Regions from separate parts of the Mus musculus genome. Here region 2 is linked to region 1. A link is a contact called in public HiChIP or PLAC-seq data. All regions are on one chromosome and are shown on one strand. The core of a region is the stretch at or near the end of the contact, and the rest is flanking DNA. Distances in the headings are between cores, read along the strand shown.

Region 1 (5,702 bases), core at 1,957-4,456:
CAACTGGAGCGGGGTTACCCCCAAAGCTGCTGCCTGTCTGTCCGTGGGATGTGGTCTTCTGGCTGGGCTGCCTTGTCTGGCCTCAGTGGAAGAAGATGCTCTTAGCCCTGCAAAGACTTGATGTGTCAAGGTAGGGGGATGTCAGGGGGGCCACCACCCTCTCAGAAGGGGAGGGGGATGGGGGGAGGTTGTAGGGGGGCGTGATGAGGAAGGGGCAGTGAGTGGGATATAAAGCGAATAAGTGAGAGTAAATAAAATTGAAAAAGAATGTATGAGTACCTCAGATAATAAGTATGCTGATACATAGATTTTGATAATGATTTCCTATCAAAACAGGTTCTAAAAAATTCTTAAATTAATTCTATTTCATTTTCAATAATCATTGATTTAAAAAATAATAGAAATAAGACATAGAAATGGTTTATGTTAACCATGTCACCTCTGAGTAATATATATTATGGGGTGGGGGCTGGAGAGATGGTTGATCAGTTAAGAGCACTGACTGCTCTTCCAGAGGACCCTCCTTTGGTGCCCATCACCCATATGGGGCTCACAACCCTCTGTAACTCCAAAGAATCCAGTGCCCTCTCCTGGCACACGAAAGCAGATAAAGGCAGAGGATTGCAGGTTCAAGGCCTGCCAGGGCTACAAACTGAATTTTAGCTGGGACAACTTATGGAGACCTTGTCGCAAAAGAAAAAGCAGAAATAAAGGGTGCTGTTGTTGTTGTTGGTGGTGGTGGTGATGGTGGTGGTGGTGGTGGTGGTGGTGTGTGTATAGCTCAGTTGTACAGGGCTGGGCTTATCCAAGGTTCCAAGTTCAATTTAAGTGTAGTTAAATGTACCATACATTTGGAAACAGGGGTTTGTATTTTAAACTTGGCTTTTATCCATTTTCTGTTGCTATAACAGGATACTGTAGACTAGACTATTCATAAAGAGAAGACTTTTTTGGTTCACCGTTCTGGAGCCTGCAAGGTCCTCAGTTGCTTCTGGGGAGTATCAAGTGCTTGTGAACCTCACACAGAATGCAGAAGACCAAGAGGGCACAGCATCGGTTCAGAGGTCCATCAGCTCAGGACAACCCACCCTGTCCTTCAGAAATGAAGGTTCACACATTGCCTAGAGAATCCATCCAGTCCTGTGAGGATGGATTGCTCACTTTTAATAATCTAACCACCTCAAAGGACCCCATTTCCTAATACCACCACAGTGGGATCGAGTTTTAACATGAGAAGATGGAGGGGTGGCTTCAGTGGTTAAGACCACTGACTGCTTTTTCAGAGGACCTGGGTTTAATTCCCAGCACCACATGGCAGCTCACAACCATCTGAAACTGTGCCAGGGGATCTGATGATGCTCTGGTCTCTACAAACACTGCATGCATGCAACATGATGCATAGACATTCTTACAGACAGAACACCATTACTCTACAAATAAAACAAACTGAACATGAGTTTACACTCACACCGTTGTATAGTTATAATAAAAGAAAATAGGGAGCTGGAGAGATGGCTCAGTGGTTAAGAGCACTGACTGCTCTTCCAGAGGCCCTGAGTTCAATTCCCAGCAACCACATGGTGGCTCACAACCATCTATAATGAGATCTGGCGCCCTCTCCTGGCATGGAGGCATATATGCAGGCAGAACACTGGGTACCTAATAAATACATTTTTAATAAAAAAATTTTTTTTAAAATCTGAAACAACACGATGTGGTACCTGGAGTAGATGAAATAAGACTGGCGATTGGTAATGATGCTAGACGCAGTGTGATGAGCATTGTGGTGGTCAGTGTTGACAGCTGGATACACCATATAATTATCTCAATGAGGGGGTGTCTAGCTGAACCTGGCTTGTGCACATGTCTATGAAGGATGTTCAGGTTAGATGGGAAGCCCTGCCTACTGTGAGCATCACTATTCCCTTGGCAGGGATCCTGAACTGTGTGAGAACAGAGAGACCCAGCTGGGCGCTCCCATGCAGGCCCCGACTCCCCGTTCTCTCTGCTCTTGACTGTAGGCGTAACCAGCTGCTTCAGGCTCCTGCCTTGACTTCCCTGAAGTGATAGACTGCAACCTGGGATTGTGAGCTAAGTAAACCCTTCTCTTAGTAAGGTATTTTTTTTTTTAATCGCATCCACAGGAAATAAAAGTAGATAAACATTGAGAGGTTTATTAAGGCCATCTCCTCTAGTTTTTGTGCATGTTTGAATATTTCCATAATAATAATAAAAAAAGAAAAACAGTTACCTGTCTTATATCTATCCCTAGGACTTTTATGTTCAGGGAATGGATTTAATACATTTAATTAAAGCATGCGAGGTAATAAAATTACTAAGTTGCTGTAACACAAAAGCATTTGTGGTTTAAACATTGAATCTTCAATGCCGTTGCTCAACGATGCAAATAATGTGGACTTTTGATTCTCACTCCAAACTTGAAAAGGAGACTCTTGTCATGAGCCTGTTCCTGACTCTCCACCAGGCATGGAGTTAGCCTGATCCCTGATCCCCGATCCCCGGCTTTTGCTGCATTTCCGGTAACTATTTCCTTTTCTTTTCCAATAATGTTTTTTATAATGTGAAAACATTGCATAACGCTTAGAAATGCATTCAGTCTCGTTGACTCCTAGATTTCATTATTTTTCTGTGGGGCTGACGGGGCATACTGAATTCATCCTGTTAAATACAGGAACTAATAGGGGTTCTGAGAGGTTAATTGGATTTAGTTAGTTAATTCTTTCTTGTAACTGTGTCTCCTTACAGACATACAGCGTGCACTGAGCTGATGACATATCTGATGTGGTTCAAGGCTCCCGAGAGAGCTAAAAGGTACCTGAGTCTGAGGAGCCCTCAATGGGGAATAGCAAGCCAGACAGCTTGCTAATGGACAGACAGAATGAGACACCTGGCTGGCCCTTCAAATGGGCAGAAGTTTCTTACCTTCCCATACTTAATGCCAGGATTAGAATCCAGGCCCAGAGACCAGCCCACCTCTGTCCAATGGGACCCAATCTCTCGGCAGCAATTCTGGCTCTCGGTTTTTAATCTTAGATTCCAGTTTTCTTTGTTCCTTAATTTTCCCTGTGGGATGTTTTTTTTTTTTTTCCCATAGAGCTTTGTGTGGTTCTGTTATGGAGCATAGAAGGAGGGCTGATTTCTCTGTTGGGAGGTGAGGGGAGCACTCTGTCACTCTGATGGAATGGATTGGAAGTGGGTGGATGCTGGCCAACCTGTGTCCTGCTAAGATGCAGCCTAGGGGAATGTCCGTCCCTCACCCCCAGCTGCCTTCGCTCTGCTGGCTGCTGGTCACGTGTCCCTGTTTACCTGCACAGGCAGTCATTATTCACCCCTTCCCACGTACCCCCACACTTGCACACAAAGCCAGAGAGTGGCTTACATTTTCTTTTCTTTCTTTCTTTTATTTTTTTTTATTTTTATTTTTTTTTTTTAAAAGAACCTTCCCCAAACCCATTCTAAAATGTCAAGTGTTTCAGTTTGAGGAAAAAAAAAGCTGAAAAAACCGTGACTCATGACAAGGCTGACAAACAGCTCTGAGGGTATGCTGGTGAGTCACTCTGAGACTGTAGCGGCGAGGGCCAGCGGTGGGGAGATTGTCAGGAGACCAGCCAGTAAAATTCCACAACTCTCCCGAGCAGAGTAGGAGGTAATTCAAAAACCCTGGGATTTTTCCAGCTCTCATTTCATGTAGGACTCAGGCTGCTCTTAGATATGTTGATCTCCTCAGGAAATCATCAAGAATGATTACCAAAAATATAAAACAAAAAAAAAAACCAAAAAACAAAAAAAACCCCAAAACCCACCCCCACGTTATTATCTTTCTGTGCCCAGTGCCATGTTGAACCAGCCCTGTTTGCCACTGCGCACTAGCGAGGCTGCTGGGTTGTCTGGAAGGGTCTTGGGTTGCTAGGCAACAGCACTGGCAGCATCCATCATGCCCAGTAATATCAGTGTGGCCAGCAGAGCACATTGGTCCCCCACCCCCACCCTCTCCCCCAGCCTCCCCACCCCTTGTGAAAATGTTAATTTGCATCTTGGGGACAGGAGCTGTGCCAGGTGATCTTGTGTATAAAATAATTCAGTGCAGGGTACAAAGTGCAAATACTGTTTCTAGTCGCAAGACAGAATGTGTGACGTCGTCGTCGTCGCAGATACAGACCTGTTTGTGAACGTACTTTATATTAGCCGTGTGTGTAGGTGTGATGTAAAAGCCATTGTGTCAAATGCATCCTCATGTCTTCTGCCGTTCAATCATTTTTCCTGTCTGCCCACACACATCTTATTTACGCCTTGCTCTCTCTCTCTCTCTCTCTCTCTCTCTCTCTCTCTCTCCTCCCTCTGTCCCTTCCCCCTTTCTCTTTGTGCTGTGGTCTCCTGGTGATGGAGTTATTGTTTGTATGTCGGGATGTGTAGACAGGAGGAAGTGTATTTCTAGAGGTGAGAGGGCCCCATGGTTATGGTTGGAGGCCTCTCTTTACAAGGCTTTTCAATGTGGCAATTGTGTTCCAGAAATGCTTCTTTTGGGGGTGGGTCTCCATCAGGCCAAGGTCTGTCTGTGCCTTTTATTTACTGTCAATAGGCAGCAGTCACAGGGAACTGGTAAAGGGCCAGAGGGAGCAATGTGGCAGGTGGGAAGGAGACCCAAATCTTTTCTCCTTCCCAGTCCACGCTGGCATTTCTACAAGTTACTGCATTCTGTGACTTTCCTGGGAAGACACAAACAAATGTCTATTCACCGCCGCAGATAGGGCACTGGCCCACTAAAGTCCAGCGTGGCGAACCAGTGGGTTTATTAGGCTTCTTTGTAGGGGCATGGGAGCTCAAAGACAGCTGCAGCTCCTGGGTGGGTGAAGTCTCCTCTTCTCAGGTGTGTCAAGGTGTCAGCGAAGATCAGCCATCATGGGTATTTAAGTTCTCAGCTAGCCCAGGAGGTCTAAGCCTTCATTTCCCCCAGAGGAGAAGCAGGGCATCTTCCATACTGGTACGCAGAGTCTACACGAGTGGTCCTGGGAAGAGGGCTGGGTTACAAGCTTTTCTTCAGACTCCTGGCCCTGTGGCCTTTCTTGCTGGTTCATTATGAGATCTGTTGTCCTCCCTCCCCACCTTCTCTCCCTCCCTCCATCCATCTCTTTCTTTGTTGTAAGGAAAGGTTTTTGTTTCAATTCAATTTTGGCTTACAGTTCCACAGGCACAGAATTCATCATGGTGGAAGGCATGGGAACCTGGAAGCAGAGGGTACATTTCATTTCTACAAAGGAAGCAGAGAAGTGGGGGAGGGGAGGAACTTGCCTTCCTTAAGATTATCTCTTGATACTTCGTTCTTCAGTGGACTGAGGTCTCTCCTGGAGTAGCCGATAAGGTTGGCAGAAGCTTTGGGTAGGACTTTGTTGGCGTTTGAGCCATGGCCTGGGCAAGCTGAGCGATGGGTCTCTGGAGCTCAGGAGGTTTGGGTTGGCCTCTGACATCTCTCTTCATCACCACGGCACTGCGCTGCTGTTCAGGGAGAGCTACATCTAATTCCCAGCTGAGACTGAGCTGTCAAACAGGAAGTCAAACAATGCCTTTTTTGAAGGACTGGTTCTTATTCTGAGGTTGAAACCACAATCGCTGGAGATGGTTGATGTCAGCACCATCTTCTGGTTGACTAGCGGAAGACGCCTCCCATGAAAGGAAAGCGACTG
Region 2 (5,702 bases), core at 1,954-4,453, 130 kb after region 1:
TGGGGTCAGTAAGATGTAAACTCTTTATTTTTGTTTAATAGCGACCAACTGTGGTGCTGTGGGATGATGGTATGGAGCCATTACTCCACTGCCCTTGTTGGTTTTGCTTCACTTTGAGGGCCTGCAAAGTTCAGACCCAGCAGGGCTTCCTGTCCCTTGCTCAGCTGCCTTTCTTTGTCTGGAACGGTTGCTAATCACCATATAAACTCTTAGGCTTTTCTGCTTTGCTTTGTTGTTGTTTTGTTCTTTTCCTTTTTTGACAAGATGGATATCAAAAATAGTTGCTGTGCAAAAGTTAGTAGTCTTCTTCAAGAAGAAAACAGTTCCTTTTCTAATACTATCCTGTGAAATTGCTTCACCCATTCCTTTATTTTAAAGCCAAATGTCAGCAGAATACTGCTGTTTTTATCTAAATAATTTTAATATGTAAGTATTAATGCATTTAAAAAGATGTCTGCGTTGAGAAATACTTCACTAGTGTACTGCCTGTGAAAACTTTGTTCAGATTTCTGGCTAAGACACCAGTCAGTATACTGGGGCTGCACATTACATACATGTATTATTTTAGTCAGGTATTGTTGTAGACCAAGCCTGGTTATAATAGAGTAGACTAACACTAGTTTGTTATCAGTTAATTTTTAATTATTTCCAGTTTACTCTCTTGTTTTCCTCATACTCTTCTCGTTTTCAGATTCCATTAATCGGGTCCATTTCATTGTGTAAGGCTTCAGTTTCAAAGAAAATAGAATTTGATATAAGCCAGGTTACTTCCATCTTGAAAGGAAAACAATTAAAACTGTAGATTTAAAATGGTTAATTATCTGTGACAATTTTAGCCTATTCTGTATACAACTGATTTTTAAAACTGTAGACTGTGTTAAGTGTTACTGTTGTTTAAAAATGGGGAAAAAAACCTGAAGCAAATCTGCTTAAAGAGCTGTTGGTTCTCATTGCTGACCACAAACACTATGTTCATGTGTACTCGTGTTATTTTTTGAGCTGCTACATTAGCCTGCAGACGTATTTGAAAATTTAAGATGAATATATTTCTTGCAAAGTCCGTTCCTTTCTGTGGTATCTTGTCCTGTAACTGAAGTGTAGTTATTATTTTATGGAAATGTTAGAACTTCTGTACCAACTTTGAATAAAATGAAAACTTTACACTTCTGTGCCTCAGTGTGAATATCTGTCCCAAACTCAGTTCTGTGTCTTAGTTGAACAAGTCAGAGTCTACCTAAGTTCTTACAGTCTTGACTCTCGAGTGCTTGCAGAAACCCCCGTGCTAGTGTCGCTATATTAACCATTGTGAACAATGCAAAACATGGAATAAGAATATTCTTGGATTTTCCCTTATGACTGGTGTTTGGAGAAGACACGGGAGTGTGTCCTCCTGGAGCTGCTCCTGGCACCTTGGCTTGCAGATACACAACTTCTTGCTCACATGCCCCCTTTAGTTCTTGGTGCCCTTTTATGACAAGGACAGTCAATCATAATTAGTGTAAAAAGCCAGAAAGTAACATCGAGTGGTTTTAGTCCAAAGACTTGAGGTGGTGTTGGTTAGCTCATTAAAGAGAAGTCTTAAAGCGGTCTGGTGTTACATTCCGTTCTGTGCCCTTGGTTTCCCTTAATCTGGGACAAATTCCTGCTCCCCAGCCCCATGTCTGAGGTCTGTGAATCTGACTGTCTCACAACTTGGGATCATTTTATTTCCTAATGATTAGATTGTATGTTTGGGGAGGGAATACAATATAATGGTAGTATGTTCTCAGAACTTACACTAGTAGTCTGTTGTTGTTATCCCATTATGGTTGAAATTAATCTTGATACTTGGTCAAGGTAGTATCTTTATATCTCTACACTCAAGTTATTTTTTCTTCTGATAATTTGTGAGGTAATTTAAGGCCATGAAAGCGCTTACTATTCTCCATCAAACAGAGCACATTGTTTTGAGCATCTACTTAAAATTTTTGTTTAAGTTGTAACTAACAGTACAAAATGGTTATCTTCCTCATCAGTGTATACTCAGAGTTAGTTTATCCAATAACTCATAGGCTACAGTTGTTGTTGTTCATGTGTTTCCAGATTTAGCTAGTGGGACCTTCAGGAAAGTTTTTGTGTTCTTTTGACATGGTTCTGTCAGTGTTTGAAGTACCTATTTCTAGGATACCAGAGTGTACTAGGTCCATTGTGTTCTTTCTCTATCCCAGTTGCATCAAGTATTTGGTAGAAAATGGTCTGCATATGCTCCCTCATTGCTGTAGGAGAATGGCGCATCTCATCTTATGATTTAGAGGGCATCACCTACATCTACTGGCTTCAATTCTGTTAAATGTATCTATGTGTGTATGGTTCTCTCTGTCTCTGTCTGTCTCTGTCTCTTTCTGTGTGTGTGTGTGTGTGTGTGTGTGTAAAGTTGACATTCAGTATCTTCCTCAATTGTTTGAGCTTGCTAACTGTAGTTAGCCATTTTGTCCTTGGGATCTCCTGTCTCTGCTTCCAGTCCAATGTTGGGATTGTAGATGGCCACAGTGCCTGCCCAGCTTTTACATAGGTTCTGGGAATTTGAACTCCAATGATTGGTAATATTAACCCTCTTGTTACATAACCTCTGTAAAGTTAGAAGGCTTTTTTAATGGCATATTTAATGAATATGGAATTCTAAGTTGGAAAACTAGAAGCTAGAAAATAGTGGAAATTTGAAAGCCTAATAGGATATTTTCCTGACTTATATGTCTCATGTTCCAAAACTTTATAATTAAAAGCTTTGCTGAAAGTCTCTGGCCCCAGGTGGGCTCTTTGAGTGTGGCAACATAGCCCTGGGGGTGGGGCAGCTGCTCTCTTTGGCCCTTCCTGTGCTTGCTTAGGTTGCTACATTATTTTCTGTCTTTCCTCTGCTCAGAGGAGTTTGTACACTGTATCTCCAGCTAATTCTGTGGACAAACAAGCTTAAGTAACTTGTGTCAAGCTTGGCTTTATGAGCACTTTGTGCCTCATCTTGTGACAGCCCTTCTTTTTATTTCCTGGGTCTGCTGGAGCCCCCGACAGAGCTTTCCCTTCTGGGTCACTTCCTCCAAGACAGCTTTTTTTCTGTTCCTGTTGGTCTTTCATGGAAGGCGTTTCTCAGCTTCAGTATTTGGCCACAGTGGCCTCCTCCTCAGGGGAAAATTCTGCAACATTTTTAGAAAAAAACAGATTGACTGCAGAAAGTTTTGAACTGAAGGGTGTGGCTGGAGATGTAGCTCAGAGAACTACTGTAGTGTGAGGTTCTTAGCTCTGTCCTCAGCAGGCCCCCAGGGAAGAGGAACGTGGTGAGCCACCATTCTGAGAACACGGGGTTTTGGTTCTTAGCCATTTTGGTGTGGCACCCTACTTGGAGCAGTGCTTGTACCTCCTACCTCTAACAAGTCCTGCACGTGCACCTTGGCATCCACCCGCAAGTTTCAGAGGCTGATCCTCCTTCCTGTAGTTTTCCAGCTCTTCCCATGGCTGTTTCTTTCCTCTCCAGTTTTTCAGGACTTTACCCTAGAATGTGTATCAGTGTATTATGTTGTATACTTTGTGTGTTTGTGTGCACATGCACACATGTGTTTGTGTGTGTGTCTTGTCATGCATGCTTCAATAAAGCTGAAAAAGTCCTCCTCTTAGAAGCGCTAGTGGGTTTTCTAGAGACTGGATACTAGCTAGCATTGATTCTTCCAACTTCCTGGTGTGTCTTGGGGTCTGCTCTTGTATGTAAGCCTTTGAAGGTTGAAATTTTAGAGCTGTTGCCCTGAAAGAATTCTTCCCTGAAAGAATGTTGGCCACCAATAGCATAGCGGGCGTTTACAATTCTACTTATATAGGACTATGAAGACTTGATGTTTCAAAGGTCCTACCTATCAAACCATTTTATTATGATACTTGACCTACTTAGTACACAAAACTGCAGAGATGTAGTATGGTGAGTGAGTACCGTTTTTCACTAGATCCTACAAATTGTTGGTAAATACTAATTTCCCCTTGGCCAGGTTCCCGTGATCCCATTTTTGTCAACCGATAGTCTTTTATTTTACTTGTTTCTGCTTAAGGCACCACATTTAGTATATAGCAGTGTGCTAGGACTCAGTTAGAGGCCAACAGCATCACAACTCCCATATGTTTCTGGAGCCTCATTGTTGCCTGCACACTATGTCATTATCATACTTAGGTTCCTTTTGTTTTTTTAAACAGTAATACCATCTATGAAACCATACATGTACAAAAAGCAGGCAGCAACAAAGAGCCCCACATAAATGTGGCACTAAGTAGACTGCAAGGTGGACACTTGTCTATGGAAGGAGCCCACAGAGTGTGGGGCATGGGAATGTGTGCAGCAGGTGAGTGACCCTTATTTTTTACCACTTTGCATATGTGGATGTCTGCAAATGGCTTTAAAACTGCTAGGAATATGGATTTGGGGATTTCAAATGCATTTTTTAAAAAAAATATTTATTGTATGTATATGAGTACACTGTTGTTGTCTTCAGACACACCAGAAGAGGGCATCAGATCTCATTACAGTTGATTGTGAGCCACCATGTGGTTGCTGGGAATTGAACTCAGGACCTCTGGAAGAGCAGTCAGTGTTCTTAACTGCTGAGCCATCTCTCCAGCCCCTCAAATGTATTTTTTAAAATAATTGACTTTCATTGGGAAGCAGACACATCCACCCATCCATCCGTCTGTCCGTCCACCCACCCATCCATCCATTAGTAGTAGAACACCGTCAGTCCCCCTGCCCTAATAATGTTCATTTCACTCCCAGAAAGTCCTTGTTTTAGGGAGTTTAGTCTAAAGATCCCATTGCTCAGGTTTTCACTCAAAGTTCTGTCTGAAATGTTATTTTTTCCATCCTTTACTGAAATAAATGTACTCGCACGTTTTAAAATGTGGTATGATGTACTCTATTCTCTGGAACATGGTCTTCATTTGTCTTCTGCTGCTATAACAAAGTAACAGAGAAATAATTTGTGAAGAATAGAAGTTCCTTTGAGCCATAGATGTGGTACCTGGAAAGGTCAAGAACATGGTGCTAGCATCCCTCACTGTCCTCTCCCAGTCCAGCATGTTGAGGACATTGTTGAGTTATAACATCAACAGGACAGTAACGAAGTCAGAGTATGACAGAGCCGCTCCTATGTAAACCTCTAACCAAGAGAGTATCAGTTATCTCCTATTGGCCCTATTCCAAATATCTTTAACATAAAATTCAAGGACTGTGTTTCTCACATGCAACTTGAGAGATATATTTTTCCTTAGCACAGCTCAGGGCACAAATTTCATATCCGTTGTCATCTTAGTTCTTGTTTTTGTTTTTTGAAGTCAGGGCCTGTGGAGTAGGACAGAATGGCCTTGAACTCAAAGTCTTTCAGCCTGAGTTCTGGGATTGAAGACATGGCCAAGAACCCTGTGAAAATGCTTTACCATCTTCATTCTTGTATGTTCTAGAGAGCTAGGCAGCTGTGGCTAGGTCTCCACAAGTCTCCCACTTGGCTTTTCTACTCCAGATCTGACACTGTTGATGTTAGCTGGCAGTAATGAAGAGGAAGCAACATGTGTGTGTCTCTGCACATGTGGACACATGAGTGTGTACATGTACCTGTACACATGGACATAGGTGATGCATACATACACACCACAGAGAACAGTATGTGCAACAAGTGGAGACTGCTGCTCTTGTTCCC

What was found. HiChIP or PLAC-seq counts read pairs in DNA pulled down with a chosen protein or histone mark.
Region 2: an H3K4me3 HiChIP or PLAC-seq map of bone marrow-derived macrophages shows a contact between it and region 1, with 2.3 times the contacts expected there. The contact joins two enhancer-like sites. A contact is called at or near these places in 2 of 484 Hi-C or Micro-C datasets (CD4 T cells and nephron progenitors), 5 of 115 datasets of contacts at active chromatin or transcription factors (bone marrow-derived macrophages, embryonic stem cells and extraembryonic endoderm stem cells) and 1 of 9 other capture datasets (adipose tissue).

The regions. Positions count from the first base shown.
Region 1 is chr16:91,959,120-91,964,821 of GRCm38.p6, forward strand. It overlaps D430001F17Rik (a long non-coding RNA gene), which reads left to right. Exons shown (of 4, transcript XR_876250.1): 2 at 2,022-2,116; 3 at 2,447-2,540; 4 at 2,767-5,702. Among named protein-coding and RNA genes, the nearest start is that of D430001F17Rik, 8.0 kb to the left of the region's middle. Within about 2 kb of position 3,207, at least 198 of the 459 cell types and tissues checked have an H3K27ac peak or open chromatin away from gene starts, as enhancers often do. A contact at or near this core is called in bone marrow-derived macrophages, where this site is marked.
Region 2 is chr16:92,086,313-92,092,014 of GRCm38.p6, forward strand. The region is part of intron 1 of Mrps6 (mitochondrial ribosomal protein S6); the gene reads left to right. It overlaps Slc5a3 (solute carrier family 5 (inositol transporters), member 3), which reads left to right. Exons shown (of 2, transcript NM_017391.3): 2 at 1-1,161. Among named protein-coding and RNA genes, the nearest start is that of Mrps6, 31 kb to the left of the region's middle. Within about 2 kb of position 3,204, at least 10 of the 459 cell types and tissues checked have an H3K27ac peak or open chromatin away from gene starts, as enhancers often do. A contact at or near this core is called in bone marrow-derived macrophages, where this site is marked.